Linked DNA regions of Mus musculus: region 2 is linked to region 1. The links are chromatin contacts, called in public HiChIP or PLAC-seq maps. All regions are on one chromosome and are shown on one strand. The core of a region is the stretch at or near the end of the contact, and the rest is flanking DNA. Distances in the headings are between cores, read along the strand shown. Region 1 overlaps Osgin2 (oxidative stress induced growth inhibitor family member 2). Region 2 has its middle 44 kb from the start of Ripk2.

The links. HiChIP or PLAC-seq counts read pairs in DNA pulled down with a chosen protein or histone mark.
Region 2: a contact with region 1 is called in an H3K4me3 HiChIP or PLAC-seq map of bone marrow-derived macrophages, with 2.3 times the contacts expected there. The contact joins two enhancer-like sites. A contact is called at or near these places in 5 of 39 promoter capture datasets (the C10 cell line, the HPC-7 cell line, hippocampal neurons and 1 more), 2 of 484 Hi-C or Micro-C datasets (bone marrow-derived macrophages and liver), 1 of 115 datasets of contacts at active chromatin or transcription factors (bone marrow-derived macrophages) and 3 of 9 other capture datasets (adipose tissue, liver and pancreatic islet).

What each region holds. Positions count from the first base shown.
Region 1 is chr4:15,994,248-15,997,808 of GRCm38.p6, reverse strand. Osgin2 (oxidative stress induced growth inhibitor family member 2) reads left to right here. Exons shown (of 6, transcript NM_145950.5): 6 at 1-1,455. Among named protein-coding and RNA genes, the nearest start is that of Osgin2, 18 kb to the left of the region's middle. Within about 2 kb of position 2,053, at least 47 of the 459 cell types and tissues checked have an H3K27ac peak or open chromatin away from gene starts, as enhancers often do. A contact at or near this core is called in bone marrow-derived macrophages, where this site is marked.
Region 2 is chr4:16,118,229-16,121,451 of GRCm38.p6, reverse strand. No RefSeq gene overlaps it. Among named protein-coding and RNA genes, the nearest start is that of Ripk2, 44 kb to the left of the region's middle. Within about 2 kb of position 1,736, at least 11 of the 459 cell types and tissues checked have an H3K27ac peak or open chromatin away from gene starts, as enhancers often do. A contact at or near this core is called in bone marrow-derived macrophages, where this site is marked.

The DNA of each region.
Region 1 (3,561 bases), core at 804-3,303:
CACTCTCAGATAAACCCAAACACTGCCAACTTGGTATAATTTATGCTTTCATTTAACTAGAACATTCTTTTCTAACTTGGCATTTATAAAGCCAGTTATTCAGACAGAAATCATACTTAATTCATACTGGGTCACCTTACTGCTCGAGATGGTCCAAGGGACAAGAGCATAAGCTTCCTCTGTAGCTCATTAGGCATTTAGACTTAACTCCTCTTGCACAGATCTCCAAGGGTTATGCGTGTAGTCCCTGACGTTTGAAGTACACTCTCTAAATGAAAATGGGCTATAAATATGTTTGAGTAGGATAGGAGGAAGCATTTGCAACTCAGGTTTTATTTATTTTGAAACTATCAGTTATATAAACCTAATTTATTATCAAATATGATGGTCATTAAAAATATTTTTACAAGTTGAGATTTTGACAGATAGGTACTTGATATCTTTAACTTCTCATAATTTAATATTTCAATAATGCTGACATCCAAGAACCCACTAAGATACTTTTTAGAGATTTATTCTGTTTAGCCATCATAACAGCTAATGAATCTGATTTGTAATTCAATAAATTGTGGATGGAACTACTTACCCTTGTGTGAACACTGAGTTAATTTCTATTAATGAAACATGATTTGGGGCACGGTTACTGTTTGGGTATTGGCAGAATTATTAAAGGTTAATGTGGAAAATCAGATTGTGCCCTTTCCCATTCTCAAAGTGATTATTTTGAGATCTGTAACAGTGTTCATTCATAGGAAATGATACCATAGCCCACAGTGGTTATTAGATTTATCTCCTCTAATAGTCTCAATTGCATTTCCATAGAAACTGTGAAATGTGTTACTGCTAAACAAAGTCTTCCAGGGTTCTTGGGAAATTAAATTTTTCAAAGTTTTTTTCCCTTGGTGGTGCGGGTGGGGTGGGGTGGGGTGTATAATTTTATCTGGAATGCGCTCACTGAACTTCTGTTTGCAGTACCTTAAATGGACAACCTGCTGTTGAGTGTTGTGTTAGCTTAGATGCTGAGTGGTCATGGCTCACCGCCAGTGCTGTTTAGTCTGCTGATAGCTAGCACACCTCCTGGTTACTCCTGACAACCATTAACCGTTCTATACCTGTCACATCTACTTCTAGCCCTTTATAAAAATGTAACTACTCTCTGAGTGACTACACACCCTTTTAAAATGACACGTGTCTGACCATACTTGAGCAGTCTCCTCCTTGCCCGGGCTTGAGCTCTGGGTTGGACTGATGCTTTTCTTTAATGTCTCTTATAAATTGAAAATAGCAGTATCATTAATGTAATTTCTGGGGTAAAATAATGCTGGCTGGCATTCCTTTATATTTAAGGAGATTGTTTTATATTTCATTGCAGTTGTTGGGAAGGGGATGAACTTAATACATTTTAAGAATAAGATGCCATAGTCCTTAAATAAACCTGGTACACGAACCACTCTCAAACTCTAGCTTCTCCCAGCTCCTTCAGTACTGGTTGTCCAGTAGGGTACCACATTCAAGCATTAGCTCTCATGCACTATCCTCTTGCCAATTAATTCTGGGCCAAAAGTCCATTTACTTTTTAGTATTAGACTTCTTTTTCATGAACTAAGTACATCCTCTAGCATGTGAGCACCTCCTCCTTATGGTGAGGAAAGACCATACTTAAAATTGTTGAAAGAATCCTCAAAATTTCTGATGGGGATTAAAAACAAACAATAGAATAAATACACAAGGTCACCACAGCCAGGAGAAATGCCTTGTAACCCCTAATATGTACACAGGTAGTACTTTAGTATGAATGAACATGGGAATATTAGTATTGTGAAAAAGATTTAAGGTATGAATGTCTTAGTTATATTACTATTGCTATAAGGAAACATTGTGACCAAGGGAATTTACAGAAGCAAGGATGCATTTGGGTATTCCAGAGCAATGAGCCCATCACTATCATGGTGGGGAACATGACAGCAGGCAGGCAAGCAGGCGTGGCACTGACGCAGCAGCTGGGGGTGCACATCTTGATCCACAAACAGGAAGCAGAGAGAACTCGAAAGTGATGCATACTCTTAAAACATCAGTCATATGGTAAAACCACACCTAATTCTCCCAAACAGCCTCCAATTGGGGAACCAAATATTCAAATATCTAAGACTTGGGTCAGGTGGGGAAGAATCTCATTCAAACCACCATGATGGAGCAGTTAATAGGAAATGATGTAATCTTCTAAATTTATTTTCAAAAAGGAAGTTCTTTTAACTCCTTATTGTGAACTAGACTCAGATTGAAAACATGAGACTGCACTTAGCCTTTACATTGAAGGGGCGTAAACCTAATGAGATGTGTTTACATGAAAACGAAGGAAGTTTTACAAAAAGTATTTAAAATCTGACTGTTAAGAAGAAAACACTTAAAATCAAAATATGAATTAAAGCTCAAATAATAAGATAGTTGGTATACTTTTATAAGGCATTAAAAACAGTATACATTAAGTGTTGTTATTAAAGTGGGTTGTTACATATTTTAACATTAGCTAAAAACTGATAAAGCTACAAAACCAATTCAGGAGCTAAAATGAATAAGAAAAGGCTGAAAAGGTGAGGAAAAACTGAATAGCACACAGCTGTCAACAGCAATACAGACTGAGAGTTTCAGGTACTAATATTGGTCTTAAATGATCTATAGTGGCTAGAGCAAATTTGTCCCTGAGTATAAAAAAGCAAATAGTGAAAATCACTTAATTAATAGAAAATGAAGTGGCCTTCAAAATCTTAAGGCTTGACATGTTCCTAGCCAGCCAGACAAGAACAAAGCTCTAATAATGAGAATGGAAAAGGAGATAGCAGTATAACAGAAATGCAGAACTTAATATGAAAGCACAAGAGATGGATAAAATCCTTGAAAGAGACAAACTAACAAAGCTGCTACAAGAAATGAAAAGTCTGAATAGCCATGTTCAAACATAACATGTTTGGGTTCAGGAGTTGCCCCACAAACCACTCAAACACCTGTCTTAGACAGGGATAGTGTATTGAATGCACACCCCCAAGGCTGATTGATTAGGGACATAGCTCAGACTTTGAGAATTGAAGGTAGAACCCTGAACATTTCTCAGGGCTAGCCTATAAAGGCTAAACCACAAAACCCACAATGAGCTCATATGAAGGGGCTGGAATCACTGTCCAGCTGTGACTCAAGTTATTTTAGACACAACAGTTCATACTGACCTTTAAGTGACGCTTATGGTAGTGGAATTTCTGAAGACTTAACAAACCTCATACAGAACATAAGAGGGAATGCAGTCAGCACCGCCCTGCTCTGAGTCCTCAACATTATTTTAATGGTCAATCAATTTAATAGGGTGAGAGAAAAGGCAAACCAACTAGAAGACAACATCTATTCACAAATAATGTATGTGTAAAAATCCAAACAATCTCACCTCTTTTAGTTAGAACATACCAAGAAACAAGGTAACTATTTGCTGGGTCTTTATGAGACACTGTGTGTGTCCCTTTACAATTATATGTAAGTGTCTGGATCAGCTACTCTCTACCTTTGACCAGACCT
Region 2 (3,223 bases), core at 487-2,986, 120 kb before region 1:
AACATGGTGCCCCCCCCCCCAAAATAAAGCAAATCCCTATGGTGTTAACAATTAAGATGAATCTTCAATAAGCTGTCCTCCTTTAGTGGTATTACTGGTTTCAGCGGACAATTTTCACTGTGACCTATACTGAATGTTTGCATGTCCTTGTTTTGAGGGAAGTGACACCCTGTGCTAAGTATGACCAGTCAGCACACAACAAGGCCTGGCATAGAGTGGGCACTTTCTAAATAACTCTAGTGAATAGTGAAATGAAAGCTGCAGAACAGGGCAAGATGCTCGCTTTAAGTCCTGCTTCCCAAGATGTATGCAAATACAGACAATAATAAGTAGAATTATTTTTATGTAGAACAGAGATTCAGAACATTGTATCATTTGAGCTACATAATAATAGTTTTTGTTTTGTTTTGAACCTTCTCATTAAGGAAAGGAGAAAGGCTTAATTTTGTGCAAATTGCATGCCTTCTTAATTTTGAACACTTACTGGAAGCCTCTATTGGCCACACTATGCCAAGGTTGAGCTTGGTTCCCTTGTAATCCCTATTGAGCTCCCTCCAGATAGTCAGAGAGTAAAAAAAGGAAGTCCAAAGTGCTAAAACAGGGAACTTCAAACCCTCACAGTTGGTGGCCACCAAGGTGTGGATGTGGTTTTATATTGGAGAGATTATAGACAAATGTAGTATCACTGGCTATAATGTTTAAAGACAAATTAACATCTGGTTTTATTTGGGTTCTTACTTGAATGTTCTTAAATTACATGTAATGAGACAGCTATCTGAATTAAGTAAACTAAACTAAACAATACAACCCAAGACAAGCCCAGCCTTAAACAAGTCACTTTTACCATGCTCTCTAAGGCTTTGGAAACATTTTAAAACAGGGACTAAAGAAATATGTAGGAGCTAGACTATAGGAAAAGGGATACAGAGCTTCATTCCCTAAACTGGGTATATCCATTTTAATTAGTAACACATCAACTGTAGGTCCCTGAGCTATACAAGTAGCTCTATCAACAATGAGTCAAGGAGTACAGAGTGCTCATGGGTCCTGCCTTTCCCTCTCCACTACTGGCCATCAATAAATTCTAGGAAGTGGCTGTTTTCCCCCAGTTGAGCATACTTGGCTGTGATGGACAGCTCCAAACCCACAGTCACACAAATGGCTCTGGTTAATATTGGTGAGATATTAAATAAAATAAATAGACATAAACATGAGAAAGAGTTCTATGAAGATGAGGGAAGGTGAATAGACGTAGTAGAAAGGTGAAAAGGTCAGTATGCAAGGAAGGTCAGTGTGCATATATGAAATTGTTAGAAATAAAAGTTATCTTTATAAGCTCATACTAATAAGCATATGAATATTCTTTAGAAAGCTTAAAATATTAGGAAACATATCTAGGAATCGAACGTCTTGAGTCCAAGACTAAGAACATTTTTAAATGTCAGTGAATTTGAGCAAATTCTCGTGCATGGGTCCATATCAACTTATTTACTTGTCTTACCAGTACATCTATGAACTGTGCCCAGACCTTGTGGGGATGCTGTCTGTGAAAGGTCTGATATTTTGCATCACCCTAGTTAGTCCCTCCATCATTCAGTCCTCAACCATTTAATCTGCCATCTGTCTGAGCCACTCCCCTGAAACTGTTCTTGCCCTCAATGACTAACACATCTTCTTTGTTCCTAAAGCTAGGAAGCTTTCCAAACCAGCTCTCATGTGATGTGGCTGTACACTCCCTCTTTAGCTAGTGGTTTCACAGGGATGGAGGGCGCCACCACCCTCTGCACTTTCCTCCTACAGCGTAGTCCTTCCTCCCTGGTCAAGGGCTTTGGGTATTCTTCCTAGTTCAAGTTCAGTATGGAACTTCCTGTTTTGGGTGTTCTACATCATTTCCCTGACCAACCTCATCCCCCTTAAAGGTCCTAATAACTAACTACCCAGACACCCATGGCTCCCAAAGTCAGCCTTTTATCTTGAACTCCAGATTCACTTCCCTCTAGACATGCCCATGTGACTACCCCACAAGAAACTCCACATTCCAAAGCTGACCTTGACATCCCTCACTATCACATACATCCAAAGCAACCTGCTTCTTCTGTTTATTTTCCCAGTTAACAGTATCATCACTTACAGACAAGTTTGACTCTTCTGACCCTCTGCTTTTGCTTTAAACTACTTTAAAACCCCCACCATTCATATCCATTCCCAGTGCTGTCCCTTCAATCTCCAAAGCTCATCTTCATTCTGCAACCTTTTCATCCCCACTGCACTTCCCCATCACTGATAGACAGCATCTCTTTGCCAACTACCTGGCATTTCAAAAGTAAATCCATCCAAGGAATCTATCTGCTGGAGTAATACAGTTTAGTGGCTTCTCATTTTCTGTGAAATCTGAGTGTGCTGATCCCTTCAAGCTCAGGCCATATCACTTCCTCCCTTGTTCCTCTGAGGCTTGCTGACAGCATCTCTCCTCCTTTCACAAATGGATCCTTATGGTCATCTTTTCCTGGCTTCTTGCTCTTTGGTTCTCAACTCAATCCTGTGTCCTCTGAAAGGAGGTCCCTGGGCAACAGCTGAGTAGTTTCTAGTTACTCGTTCACATCACTCTATGTGTTCCTTCAGTACTATACGTCCAAGTATAAATATTTAGTTTTATTATTTATTGTCTATTAGCCTTATTCTCATTAAATACATTCCATAAAGGCAGATGTGAACCATATCTATCTTAGTCTATGTATTTTTATAATGTAATATTTCCCGGTAGTTCAAAAAAAATAGGCATGTTTCCCTAATACAACTTAGACAGTAGATCCAGGGACAACATTGATGTCTATCTCTCCCTTTATTACCACTCTGTCATGGTCTTTCCCCCAGAACACAAAGACCAAAGACCTCCAAATTCTGGCTTCTGCTTTCCTGGTCTTCTTCTCACTTCTTCAAATGCTTCTATTGTATCTGCTTCACTCAGGTTATCTGCTGTCCTCTGGACCTCAGATTTCTGGGAGTTCTACTACCTTAATGTTCTCTTTCTCTTTCAAGTTGAATCTGAAAGATCTCACCTTCTAAGTCTACCATTGAGCCAGCCATGCTGACCTGTCAGTCTCTATGGATAGAGTTTACTTTACTCAGTAATGAAAGCATCTCAGCCTAACCTGGGGCCCTGTAAAGGCCGCCATGTTTTATAAACCTGATTCAAGTGAAGAATCTTGAGACAGAGTTGATT